Linked DNA regions of Mus musculus: region 2 is linked to region 1. A link is a contact called in public Hi-C data. All regions are on one chromosome and are shown on one strand. Each heading gives the region's core, a stretch centred on a gene start, on an enhancer-like site or on the middle of the called end of the contact. The rest is flanking DNA. Distances are from core to core; before and after follow the strand shown.

Region 1 (7,155 bases), core at 1,663-4,162:
TTCCTCAAAACACTCAAAATAAACTGGACATGGTGGTTCACACTTTTAATCTCAGCACTTGGGAGGCAGAGGCAGGCAGATCTCTGTGAGTTCAAGGCCAGTCTGGTCTAGAAAGGGAGCCCAGGACAGCTAGGGCTTATTACACAGAGGAAACCCTGCCTACAAAAAATAACAACAACAACAAACCCCCCAAAAACCCAACAAACAAACAAACAAAAAACCCAACAAACCAACAAGCCAATCAAACAAACTCTAAAAAAAAAAATACCATATGATTCAGTAATACCACATTTTTATATGTGTCTTAGTTTACCCCTCTGTTACTGTGATAAAGGACTGACCTATAGCAACTTGAAGTGGAAAGGGATTATTTGGGTTGTATGACCTAATCACAGGATGTCATTGAGAGAAGACAAGGCAGGAACTCAAAAAGGACAGGAACTCAGTGATTTGCTTAGCTTGCACTTTTATAGTACCCAGGACTACCTGCCCAGGGAAGTCTACACTCCCAACTTCCTGGACCCTCCCACATCAATCATTAATCAAGAAAACAGCCCACAGACCTGTCTATAAGAATTGGATGAAGGCCTTTTATCCCTTCCCAGGTAACCCTGACCCTCACTTGTGTCATGTTGACAAAAAACTTACCAGCTCAATATGTATGCTAAAGGATTAAAATCTGGCAAAGGCTTTTTTGCATATCTATGTCTATAGCAGTATTATTCACATTAGAAAAAAAGATGGAAGCAACTGAGGTATCCATTGATGTATAAAACCAAAACAAAATATAATATGGTGTGTGCACACTATGGAACATTATTTAATCCTAAAAGGGAAGAAATTCTGACAGGTAAATGGTGTAATACAAGAGAATTTTGAAGATGTTATGCTAAGTGCAACAATTCAGTCATGAAAAAACAAAATACTGGGTGAATCCACTTATATTAAACATATCAAGAGTGCTCAAAGTTATATGAAGAGTGATAGATACACAAAGCAGAAGGCAGAAGAATATGGAAGGTTGTTTAACAGGCATGGTGTTTCAGTTTTATAAGTTGAAAGGCAGTTAAGTTGTACAACACTATGAATGTTCCCTGTCCTTACTGAACTGTGTACTTAAAAAAACAATTAATGGTCTTGTGGTAGCACAGAGCAGCCTATAAACCCAGAGTTCTAAAGACTGAGATGGGGCATTCCAGAGTTTAAGAGTAACATAGTCCCAAGCCACCTTGGACTTAGTGTTGAAACATATTCCCAGAAACAAAATAAGAAGAAATCAGAAAGAAAGAAGGTGGTTAGTATATTGTATATACATTTTTTCCCAAATGTTGCCAGTCAGTGTTTCTTCATTTCATAGGACCAAAAAGTACAGACATCACCTAATTTGTAAAATACTCTCTCTGAAATGAGAGAGAGGAAAATGTGAAGACTTGCTGGAAAAAAAGAAAGCATTAAATGGATTGTATTAGCCAGGGAACATAAAAAAGTAGGCAAACCTGACAATGAGACAGAAAGTGACCCATTCACTAGAAATGGTAATGAAGCACTCAGTACTGGTGTGTTTTCCACTGAACAGTACATTAAACAAAGCATGATTTTTCTCTTATTATACTTCATATCTTTTATTATTAATATGAGTTCTGGGAATTTTGTAAGGCTCTAATGACAGTAGATTCTTTTTAATTGGTTATTCTGCCAACAGGCATTTCAAAGTGTACTAACTTCTCTGGTAGCTGGAACCTTTTCACAAAACATCATTTTTTCCTACTTAGAGCTCACCACAAGTACTAAAGATGTAACAAATTTCTGGAGATTTGTCTAATGGTAAGTAAGTGATTCATTCTGTTTCTTTGGTTTGGGGTTGAGTTTGAACAATTCCTGGACCATCAGCCAGGCCTTTTTACTGGAGATGGTCTAAAGTAGGAACATTGACTAGGACACACTATCTTAAGGGCATCAAAAGGATAGCCCACTAGGAGGACATCATACTATTTGCTCTGCATTCTTTGAGGCTCCTTTATTCACTGATATATATTTCCATATCTATAAGTATCATGAGTTCCAAGTAAAGCATGAGGCTTATTAAGGTAAATCAGATATAAAGTATAAATTAATATCCCTGATGTCCATGAATAGTAAGAATTAACTTTAACTAAGGAGGACATATGCACCAATTTGGAAAAATCTCAGAAATGTACTCCAATTGTACTAGACTAATCAGATCCCATTTCATTGAAACTGACTTGTCCAATCAAACTTTCCAATGCCTGTTGCTTCCTTGCATATGTCTAGGACTAGGAAGAGCTATGCCTCTCTCCCTAAGCTGGCACTTGACCCTGTTAGAGAGGGTGACCTTTGTAGCACTGCTGAGTACCATGCATGAGCTAGAACTGAGTCTAGCTCAGTCACCAGGTCTCGAGGTGGTTTTTATGACAGGTTCTCATATGTGTTTACAGTCCCATTTCCATGCTTCTTCACCCATTTGTATTTAAAGCTGTTTAAGGAGTTTAAATTTTAGACTCCTATTGAATTTTCCAAATTTGGGGCATGTTTATATATTGCTTTACATTCTTGTTAAAAAATGCTATTTGCATCTCTCGTAGAAAGAAAAAAAATACAGTGGGGTTTTATTTGGTTAGATTTTCCTGAGCCCTTAAGGGATTCAGAGCTAGGCTTGGCAGTTTACACAATGCATCCTGTATAAACCTTCAAGCACAATGAAGGCATCCACAGAGACTGGGTCCACCCACCACAAAGGCTGCAAATCCCTACCAGGAAGGTCAGCATGTCTGTACCCAAAGTGCTGTCAATGACCTTCCTGAAATACCCAACTCTTTCCCTTTGAAGAAAATGCTTCATGAGTTCACGATGTGCCAGTGTCTCAAGCAATGTGTGAGTCGCTGTGCTAAGTGATTCCGTTCGTTTCTCATGGAACAAGTAATGCATTGTAACCCTGGCCAAGGACTCCAGCTGTCCCTTTACACGCCAGTCTTTTTGGCAAATGTTCAGATTTTTTTCCTTTGAATAGTCATAATTCATAGAGAGAGCCAGACACACAGATTTCTTTTTCCAAATAACTGTTTCTTTGGCTATCTTATCCCTAATTGCTCCCTGAATACCTACCCCTCCCCCCTGGTAAACTGGACGAACCCAGTTTTATGAACCAGTAAACACAAGATTTTTTTAAATTGCTATTTGAGATGTATATACTTATTGCCAATTTTGATTCAAGTCAAGAGGAACATTGCGTGAATCAGTTATTAGCATCTGCAGGTGTGCTCACAGGGGGAGAAGGCGTCTTATATGGGAACTATAGATAATCCCCCTTATAAAACTGCCCAGTTGTAATTTTTTCCCCTCTCATCCCTTGGGGAAATGCTATAAGCAGGAAATCTCAAACATACATTAAAAGTTAGGTGATAAGCCAATTTTACCAGATGGTACCTTCAGGAAATGATGGTGAAATCTGAAATTATGTTGACTCTTCAAAAAAAATTCCAATTTATGTGAACTTGTTTTTAAACCAAGTCATAGACTTCAAGATGAATTCATTCTGTATGCATGTCTTTCTTTATGCATGCCTATGGGTAAGTGTCAGAAATAATTTCTTTTGGATTGACAGGAAGTGCCTATTTCTTGTCCTGCAGTATGCGGTGAGTGGAGAACAATGGAGCAGAAGCTTCCCGTCTGTCTTTCGAGCTGTCTGCAGAGCTGTGCTGTGTGAGCTCTTTGAGACAGTAGCTCTCATAGCACTCTGGTAAGACAGGAATAGAGTGAAATCCATCCATCAGCTGCATTTCGAAATGTCTCTTTCAGCAGGTGGGTAGATCAACGTTTGAGTGGATGCATTATGTGTGTCATCAACAAACTAGATCTATTGCTAGGGGCTGTCAGCATAATTATTATGTTCAAGCTTAGGAGCTCACAGAGGGTTATATGCATCTTTCAGCTCTAGGGCTACAAAAGTGGGACATATTCACATGCCTTCACATACAGTAGGTAGAACAATCTATGTGTTGAAAAGAAGTGGGTTGTGTCTTAGAGTTTCATTGATGTGAAGAGACATCATGAGCAAGGCAATTCTTTTAAAGGACATCATTTATTTGGGACTAGCTTACAGGATCAGAGGTTCAGTCCATTATCATTATAGCAAGAAGCATGGCACTGTCCAAGCAGGCAGACACAGTGCTAAAAAAATCTGAGAGTTCTACAACTTGTTCTGAAGGCAAACAGGAAAAGACTGACTTCCACATGGTTAGGGGGAGGGTCTCATTGCTCACCCCCACAGTGACACACTTCCACCAAAGCTATACCTACTCCAACAAGGCCATACCTGCTAATAGTGTCACTCCCTGGACCAACCATATTCAAACCATCACAGGCCACAAAGCCTGAGATGAAGGGTCACTGAAAGGTGAAATGAAAGATATGAGTTGGCTTCTGTGGTATGACTTGCCAAAGGTATTTCAATCAGAAAGTCAAGTATAAGAATAGAAGAAATGATTCCATTGAGTAGTCCCTTGGAGTAGTTAGGAGTTGAGAATAATGTATAAAAGTCTAACGCAGGTTGTTGACATAGACAAAGACATTTAAGACTCAATCTAAACTAGATCTTTCTACCTTCTAGGCCCTTAAGTCTTTGAAGACCTTTGGTTTATACCCTGTAATAGGCCTTGCAGATGTCTCTTCGTGACTAAGTACCTTATTTCCTTCTTGCTTATGAATGCTATCACAGGTCTGATATCAGCCATCTCTGGGAAAGATCTCAAGTGAAAAAGAGTTGTTTGCCTTGTCGTAAGAAGCCCACATCTTGGAACTACTTGGGATTGTAGAGTTGAGTGTAAAGAATTGATCCCCAAGTTCTAATAAGCTTCTAGTCTACTGTACTGCAGCCTGAGTTATCTATATGCTCATGCTGACTCCTTCCCTCACTTTCTGTAATTCTTGATGCTAAAAGTATGGTTCATAAGTCTCTGGCCCATCCTCCACACCTCCACAATCTGCTTTCTAGAAAACAGTCAAAACCAAGGCGATTTATTTACCTGAATAAATCACAAATGAATATTCTAGGTAGGATTCTTGGAGATATTTCAACCACCATATTTCTGAGTCCTGTAGCAAGCTTGATTGTTATTTTCAATCCCATGGGAATTACTAACTCTTTAATAATTTAAATGTTTGAGGAACAATTCTATGAAGCATACAACAATTGGTATAGGCTGTAGGGGCACAGAAATAGCACTTCCTGATCACATCAAATGTAGGAGTGAGGGATCCACACAAGAAGATTAGAAGTCAAGCCAATGTAGAGTGGACTGGTCAGGGAAAGGCCCAGGAGGAGAGATCTTAGAGGAGATTGAATGAAGGAGTATACTCCAAGTAAAGAAATTGAGTGAGTAGAACTTGGAAATTTGCACTTTAGGGACACTAGACACCAATAAACCTGAGAAATTACAAAGCACTAAATGTAGTAAAGATACTCTTTAAGATCCTGGGAGGATATGAGTAGTTGGTGTCCTAAAAAAATTGTCATTTTGCTTCCCTGCCACCTAGGAAGAATCATTATCACAGCAGGTAACTAGCTTATAGTCAACAGGGGTTTTACTAAAAAGACAACCATGACACTGAACCATCTACAGCAGTGGTTTTCAACCTTCCTAATGCTGTAACCCTTTAATTCAATTCCTCATGCTGTGATGACCCACCCATAAGATTGTTTTCATTGCTATGTCATAACTGTAATTTTGCTATTGATGTGAATCATAATGTAAATATTTGTGTGCTCTGATGGTCTTAGGCCTCCCCTGTGAAACAGTCATTCAACCCCCAAAGGCATTGTGACCCACAGGTTGAGAAACACTGATGGGGAACATGTCAATGGGTTGGGCATAAAGGAAAAGTGTCCTTGAATCCCCACCAATAAGAGAGAGTTTGGAAAGCTCCCATTAAGCTCTATGATCCCCAGAGTCTGGAGGAGGGAACCACAGTGTAGTGCCTTTGTTAACCTACAAACAGTTGACAGTTAGAGCCAGTGACATCAAAACCTGGACTTTCTCATTCACAGTATACATGCTCAACCACTTCTTATGTTTTGGTGGAATCTCTGTAATAATTCTATTTAGAGTGATAGAAAAACAAAAATTGTTTTTCCTCCAAATTTAGAAAGCATCTTCTTTGTCTTTTCTGAGTATATTTTCCCAATCTTTAGTTTCTGTGAACTCAGAGGTGTTTTCCTGTATGTACACGTGCATATACAATGTACGAGGTCACATGTACCTGAATATGCAGAGGCAGGGGAAGATGGCTCTGCTATTCTCTCTCCTATTTGTTTGAGCCAATGTTCTCCATGAGCCCGGACTTGTCTGTTTTCAACTAGGCTGGTGAGCAGCAAACCCTGAGCAACCATCTTGTCTCCTCTTCCCCATGTCCCACAGATCTAGGTTTGCAGACACATGCAGTAACACATGGATTTCTATTTATGTGAATTCTAGATATCAAACAGGGTACAATGCTTATATAGAAATCACTCTTACTCACAGAACTATCTCCCCAGCCATTATAATTGGTTATGTTTTCCATAATTTCTTCAGTTTGACTTAATTTCTATGGTTCTCAGTCTATCTTCTGGTTTTCAACCCCACATGGCCTGTTTTTTTGTACAATCTATTAACTGCAATGTTCACTGTATGGTTCCTAAGTTACACTCCCACAATGGAATATGTTCGATCTAGGCCATCCTTTTAGGGGTAGGAAATGTCTAGCCATTGTCAGTAAGTGGATTCCCTGATTCACATCTCTGCCCTCATCTAGTCAGCTGCACTTGATAGAGAGGGCTCATGGAAAAATGTGAGATTGTAAGTTGGAAACTTCTTGAAGCCAAGCCTGGTAGGCAGACCCTCAGACTAAGTTCAAGGACCCTTAGTGCTAGGGGAAAAATACCTTTCTCCGTAAGTTCCTTCAGGTGAGATTTAAGGTAAGGTACATAAAGTCAGTGTCTGCATCTTTACACTCATCTGCCTATCACTCGAAAGAAAGAACTAAGTGTTTCCAAGGGGTCTACCCTAGCATTTTAATAATAAAGTACATGTTTAAACCCACTGGCAAGGAGACTAGGCAGAGCTTTAAAAAAAATCTTCATTCTTTTGTAAATTTCTG
Region 2 (7,155 bases), core at 2,150-4,649, 120 kb after region 1:
TCACAAGGCAGCGACTTAGTAAGCAACCCCACAGCCAAACACATATTACGATGGAGTAATTTACATTTTGAAATGTGTGAGATGTGTCTTGATGTTTGAAGACTATACAATGCAAGATCTTAATAATTGCTGGTAAAAAATCATTTATAATCACAATAATCACTTGTAGCAATATTAATAATAATAATAATAAAATTGCCTTTGAGGATCTTCCAGCTCCAGCAAAACTGAAAGTCATCGTCCTTGGCTGGGGAACAATAGAATCCAGGGGCAAGAACTCACAGTGGGTCTTTGAATTATTCATGAGATCATACATGCCATTCACATCTGTATGTTTAAAAAAAGCCAAGAGAGTGTAATAGCACATTAGTAATGTAAATTAGAAAAAGACATATTTTATTTTGGTTTAGTGAAGATTTTCCTAAGTAAACCCAAATAGCATCCTTACTAGACATGTGCCAAAGATCTTTTATTCTTCACTGTTGCTAGGATGCGTTTTTTTCTGGACCAAGTCATCATTTAGGGGATCACTGATTGGATCACTCTCAGACATAATATGATACATACACAAACAAGGGTACACATTGTTTATGAATATACTCAAAACCACAGGAATGAGAAATCAAGAAAAAATAAGGCAAATATTAAAATCTACCACTGGGGAGTTTTATCCTATCATTGCAGTTTTATTATTGTCTGAATTTACATAAAAGCAAAAACTCGTGGAAGAAAATTGCCTCACAACCCCAGATTCTATTTTATTCAACAAACACAAGCTGAGGGGTAAGGAAAGATGACAAGGAGATACTCAGAAAACCATGGTTAACACATCCTCATATCAGACAGTACCAAGGCCAACCAAGACTTTCAAAATGTTTTGTAATACAGTAATATACACTCATATACACAAAATAAAAATAATTTTAAAAATACTTTACAGGATAATTTTGGTTGTACATGATATTTCTAATATATACTAACTTTAGGTCTTGTCTTACTCCACTGAATTCTTGAAGGATAAAGGAAAGTTAAAAATTTAGACATTTAATGTTTTGGGCTTATAAACATAAGAACAAAAGAACAAAAACATCTCTGTCTGATACAGCATCCCTTTTCCTGATCTTTTAGTCCATCTTTCGTCACTTCTACCATCACTAGGAGGCTCACTATTTAAAGGGCCCAGTCCTGGTCACTAAACAAAAGCAACAGATCAACCCAAAGAACTAGAGTGTCTTCTTTGGTGAGAGGAAATGCTATTTGAGAAAAGTAGCAAACAAAGGAAATCTCTGACAAATGAGTCATGAGAGGGAAAGGAGTCTCCCAGCACGGGGTGTTCTTGTGGCTCCGTTATTATTAATTGTGAGGACACGCTTACTCATGTCTTGTTCACTCTTGCCTCTACCATCACTGAGCTCATGTTACATTTATCCTAATGAACCAAGCCCACCAGAGATACACTGTGCACCACTTTAACGTGAACAGATTAGTCAGAGGAATTTTTATTTTGTTGGTCAGACTGGTCATCTCTGGGGACTTCTTGCTTTAGCTATCATTGTTTAGACTTTGAAATAAATGTGCAATGTATTTTCTAAGCCTATGACTAAGATTTAGAAAAAGTAGTATAAATTTCATATTGCTCAAATTATGAAATCTATCTACACTTCATTTTTATAAGGCACATGAAGACTGTGCTTGGTTTAAACAATTTCTTCTGACCACAGTAAGCTCTTGTGATGACCTTAACACGCACATCATAACTCACAGTTTGCAAGTGGGAACCAATGCTTCAGGTTGAGATGCTTGCAGAGAGGGATTTTTGCATTCTCTAAAGCATAAAAGTAAGCACAAAGCAAAGAGTAGCTGAGATGATTGGATGTTTGTGACACTGAGCCTTGAGGTGCTCAGATTTGGTGAAAATATTCTTCTAGTTGTGTCTGGGAGGTCAGTTCTGGATGAAATTAACATTTGGATCTGTAGACCCCCAAAAGCAATAAAGCAGTCTTCAGAGAAGATTCATCTGGCCTACTGAAAGCCTGGATGAATAGGTGAGCAAAAAGAACTCCAGAGCTCCATCTGTAAGCTGCAGCATCAGTTGCGTCTCTTAGACTCTGACTCAGACATGATATTATATCCTGAGCTCTCATGGGTTTTAGGGCTTTACACTCAGATGTGAAACCACGTCACTGTCTCCAGTCTGCAGACTCTAGGTTTGTTTGTTTTTTGTTTTGATTTTGTTTTTGTCCATTTATAAGAAAATGTCTTCCTTGGAAGCCCACGCTATTTTCAAAGTTTTGGTAATCCTCTTGCCTTGGCTTCCCAAATGCACAGATTACTGAAATGTGGCATTACATTTGTCTTTAACTACAGATCTGAAACCTCTCAGACTGCAGAATTGCACGCAACAAGCCTCTTTGACAAATCGACTGCTATGTATATCTTGTTGTCTCCATGTCTGTGGAGAAGCTGGACTAGCACAGAACATATGGAAAATAGGATAATCTTCTACATAGATATTTTCAAAGAATAGCAAGAAGCCAGTTGTGGCTATCAACCAATGTTTTAACAATACATATGCTCAGTGTTCAGATTGGAAATTTTATGTGACTTTCTACTACATCCTAAACTCCTTGGGAGGGCTGAGGAGTCTGAGGTGGTATGGGGCAAGTCCAGGAGGAAGAATATTAACCTTGTTCCTAAGACAGTCCACTTTATACAGCTTATATTCTCAAGTCCTTTAGTGCTTGATGACCACACTGAAGAAAATGAAATAAAAGCAGGATATCAGATGCAAACTAGCATTATGTATCTGACTTGCACCGCAGTGACAATGTCTACTGTATTTTCTATTCCTGTACAGAAGATGTTACTGGTCAAGAAATACCCCTTTTCTAATATTAATTTAGTCTGATAGTATTAATTTCTGATAACATATTAATTAATTCATTCAAGTTAATAACGACATGTTATTCACTATTTTCATTGCCTTTTGTTGGTTTACTTTTCCTTAAGCTTTACTTAAAGTGGCGCTGTCCTTACATGTTCCAAGCACAGAGTAAAATAGATGTATCACACAAACTACAATCTCTGTTGCTTGCTCCGTAGAGTGCCACAATTTTTTTCAACTGTAGGCTTCTATTTCTATAATGCTTATATCAGACACAAGGGAGCAAATTCTTGTTCTTGGGTGGGGGGCAGGGGTTGAATAAAGGTCTAGGTTAGCCTGCCCTCTAGTGTGGCTTACTGATTTCTGGGGAGAGAAAAAAAATGCAGCATGTCCTAGAAGCTGATTGTGCAATTCTGTTGGGTTGGCAACCTGCCATCAGCACCAGAACACTGCACAACTTCCTCCTCTTTGGGAGCTACAGGCTTCAAGCATTAGGTCACATTTGTAACCCAGTTTTGAGCAGAAACACACTCTAGACACACCCTATGCCTGCCTAAGCCAGTGTCACATGGTTATCCTTGACTGTGGCTTTTGTCATTTCCTCCCATTTAATGATAACACACAATGAAACTAAATAAAGGGACAGACTTCTTACTACAGGAACTCGGGGATTTACAGAGTGCTTCTGAGGGGAATTTGGTCTCAGAAATGGTACTGGTTTAGGCTGATCTCTCTGAAGCAGTCTGCCTATGTGTCTCCTTGGCTGGCCCTTCTGAATGTGAGGCTACAGCCAAATGGCTCTGAGGCTGCACTCCAGGATCCATGTTACCACACCAGAAGCATCTTTGAGATTTGGTTTTACTTCTTCGTTCAAATTCTGCTCAAAATTAAACTGCCTTGGAGGATAGTGTTTAAAATTTTTTGATTTATATTTAGCTACACAAAATGAGCTCCCTTTAAAAAATGAAAAACTAATTGCTATATTTGCTTAAACCTAGAAGTGCCCTGGTTATAGATCAACTCTGAAGTTATTTTAAACATGTTACTGCAATGCTAAATTTCAAACGCTTTTTCAGGATTTTGTGCATATGTTCAGTTGGGATGCTCAGAATTCCTGGCTGATGGGAATTTAACCAGTGCCTGCCTGTTCTTCCTAACCCACATACATAACATACATAACATACATGTTCTGGACTCATTTGTCTAAGAAGTGAGAGTCTTCCATTTTTAAGCACTCATAATTTAAAGAAAGTCTAGATGTTAGCCTTTACAATAATAACAAATAGAGCAATAATCTTTAAAACCACCCATAGATGTAAAATATTTTGTATGTATGTATGTGTGTGCATATATATATATTCTACAAAATATGCCTTCTTTCTGTTCTCAAATCATTAGTCTACTAAGGCTGCATGCAAGGACTAAAGTGACATAACAGCCTCTGGAGAGCACCACCATTCATCTTGGGCATCGGCATTTCCTTAAGATGAGTTCTGTCATAGTAGGCATATGGATATAATTGTGTTGTCCATTTCTTCTTGTCTGGCAGTAATACAACCAAAGCAAATATAAAGACTTGAGGGTTTAAGAATCACAATCAGATGAGTGGAAAGGAATTGAAGAGAGACAACACAAAGCAACAGACTCCTAGGCGACAAGATATACCTGTATGGCAGTTGTCCTCCATTCTGGAGCCTTCATTGTGTCATTTGTGATAAGCATGGCATGGACCAAGTGTAATCAGAGGTATCTGATTTTCATCCCCAAACTGCCTGTTCTAATTGTATCTGTCCCATTCTCACCACATCTGTGTGTTTCCATATATTTTAGATACAAAATATAACAGATTAAAGTTTGCCAGTGCAGGCACAATGTTACCCAAACACCATGTTCTCACTGGCTCTGGTTCCCATTCTAATCCACACCCTTGGCATGTTTGCCATTTGCTGTATTGATTTTTCAGCTTGTGTTCTTTGCTCAAGTCTCTGAAAGACATCATAAATGTAATCACTGTCATGAAGAGGAAAATGAAACACTGCAGACCTTGTGATTGGTGCATTGCATGTTTTTGTCACAGCATCTCAAATACACGTGAGATTCACTGATTCCCTATCAGTGGCTCCCTTTTGCCCCTCTAGTTTGCTGACATGTGATTTTCCAAGTCATTTTTAGAAATCTGAAACCTGTTAGAGATTGCAGATGCTAGGCTCTGCATGGCTGCTATCGTTTTGGCAGAGTCTGCTCTTTCAAGACAACAAAGGCAACACATAAAAATCTGCCTTCTCTGACTCTGTCCTTAAAGTCTCTGTGGATGCAGGACACTTAAAACACTTCTAGACATCCAGGTCTAGACTGGACCTTTTCTTCCTTTTTACTCAACAGAGTACAAGGGCTTTTGCCTTGGAACTCACAAGCTTATTCCCATTACCAGCTTCTACTATGAATATAGTTTTGTCACCAGTTCAATATATGTGACTCTTTTTAAATAATACTAATTATGTAGATGTCAGAGCTGGCAGTAGGAAAACCAGTTCTTGCCTGTCTACTTTGAACCCCAGCTCTGGCTAAGTCCCTTAGTCTTCATGTAACTTAACTCAACTTGTAACAAGAAGAAAAGGAAGGAGGAAAAGAAAGGAAAAGAGAAAATAAACTACAAAAGAAGTGCAGCTACATATGCAAAGAGATGAAAAGAAGTCGTCAGACTTGAGGCTGAGGGAAATGGAGACCTTCGAGTCCTTCAAGCTCGGGTATGATTTTAATGGAGAAAAATGGAAGAGACAGAAGTGGGGCAGGGATATTAAAACCAAATGTGGAACAAGAAGAGTCAGAAATGCTGAGGAGCAGCCAGAAGTTCTGTGTTTCAGATGTACAGCAAGTCCCGCCTAAGAGATGGAGTCACAAAGGTAGCCTGTGGTACAGCCTGAAAGGATGGAATGAAGAGAGAGATCCGTACTCTACCAGAGAGCAATGAAGAGGGGAAGTGATGTTTAAAGGAACAGAGTAACTCCCAGACAGACAGATGAAATCAGCAGATATATTCAAGGAGAAGATGAATGGGAAGAAAGCACAGCATGTATGCAAGGAACATTCGTTTACCTATTATCTACTTTTGTGGAAATGAGTGAGAATTTGGGGGGTGGGGTTGTTGTTTGTCTGATAGTCTCGGAACCACCTCTTTTTGTGCCTCAAACACTGTTTCAAACAATTCTATTTTCTATCAAGAGAAAGTACAATGTCCTTCAAACACAATGCCATGGCTCTCTGAGCCTCTGTTTTAAAGCAGCTTGGCTTTTCTTGCCCCTTGGCTCCTAACATGATTTGTCACATGCTCTTACACAATCATTTAAAATACTGAATTACCCATAGTGTTTCCTGAAAATAATGGATTTCAGTGACTTTCAAATATTAGTGCCCCGTTGTTACTAGTGCAAGTCCCAGCCAGAACTGTGGGAAAATGTAGATTCTGGTCAAGTAGGTTATCATGGTGGTGCATACAGGTGGGCTGTGCTGAGAAGGCAGAGCTGGAAGACCAAGGCTTATTGTTATTTTCAGTCTTCCATTTGTAATCTCATGATTATGCATAGAACAATCCTCTCTTGAATGCCTTAGTCCATGATCATTACATTTCTAGAATATGATTCATTTCAACCACTTTCACACCAACATAGCAGAAGAGCTGGTGAAGGGCATGGACAGAGATTTTAAAAAAAGTTGTCCATTCAAGCAAAAAGATCTATATCCTTCATCTACCAAATCGAAAGACAGATTTGAGAGAATTCTACATTTGAATAGAAAACTGAAACAGGAGAGATATCATTTGGAAGGGATGCAGGCATTATGAGACAGTTGCCCTCGAGTCTTCAGTTGTTTCAAAAGTGGTAATCCTCAAGTTCTAGACAAGCCTCTAGACTGATTTAAGGGCCACCTTGGGTTTTAGCAATGGGAACATATAATATAAAAGACAGTGGCTACCGTTCCTGGCCCAGCACCAGGATCAGAATACTGGTGAACAAAGGTCGTGTGACTCCTACATGCTTGGTGATGGATCAGCAGCAAGATTTCATCCTATGTATTCTGTGAGTGGGAGTTACTTTTTTATTGCCCTGATAAGATACCACAACCAAAGCAACTTGTAGAAGATAAAGTTTATTGAAGGTCACAATCTCAGAGGATGATGAGTTCATAACCATCATGGCAGGAAGCATAGCAACAGACAGGCAGGCTTCACACTAAAGCAGTGCCTGAAAGCTTACATGTTGAGACAATAATCA

What was found. A called contact is a pair of places that touch in the nucleus more often than the background predicts.
Region 2: a contact with region 1 is called in a Hi-C map of Sertoli cells, with 1.9 times the contacts expected there. The contact joins two enhancer-like sites. A contact is called at or near these places in 6 of 484 Hi-C or Micro-C datasets (3T3-L1-derived adipocytes, Sertoli cells, cerebral cortex and 3 more).

Annotation. Positions count from the first base shown.
Region 1 is chr13:90,392,164-90,399,318 of GRCm38.p6, forward strand. No RefSeq gene overlaps it. Among named protein-coding and RNA genes, the nearest start is that of Gm35111, 150 kb to the right of the region's middle. Within about 2 kb of position 2,913, at least 58 of the 459 cell types and tissues checked have an H3K27ac peak or open chromatin away from gene starts, as enhancers often do. A contact at or near this core is called in Sertoli cells and stem cell-derived neural progenitor cells, where this site is marked.
Region 2 is chr13:90,512,697-90,519,851 of GRCm38.p6, forward strand. The region is part of intron 1 of Gm35111 (a long non-coding RNA gene); the gene reads right to left. Among named protein-coding and RNA genes, the nearest start is that of Gm35111, 33 kb to the right of the region's middle. Within about 2 kb of position 3,400, at least 184 of the 459 cell types and tissues checked have an H3K27ac peak or open chromatin away from gene starts, as enhancers often do. A contact at or near this core is called in Sertoli cells and stem cell-derived neural progenitor cells, where this site is marked.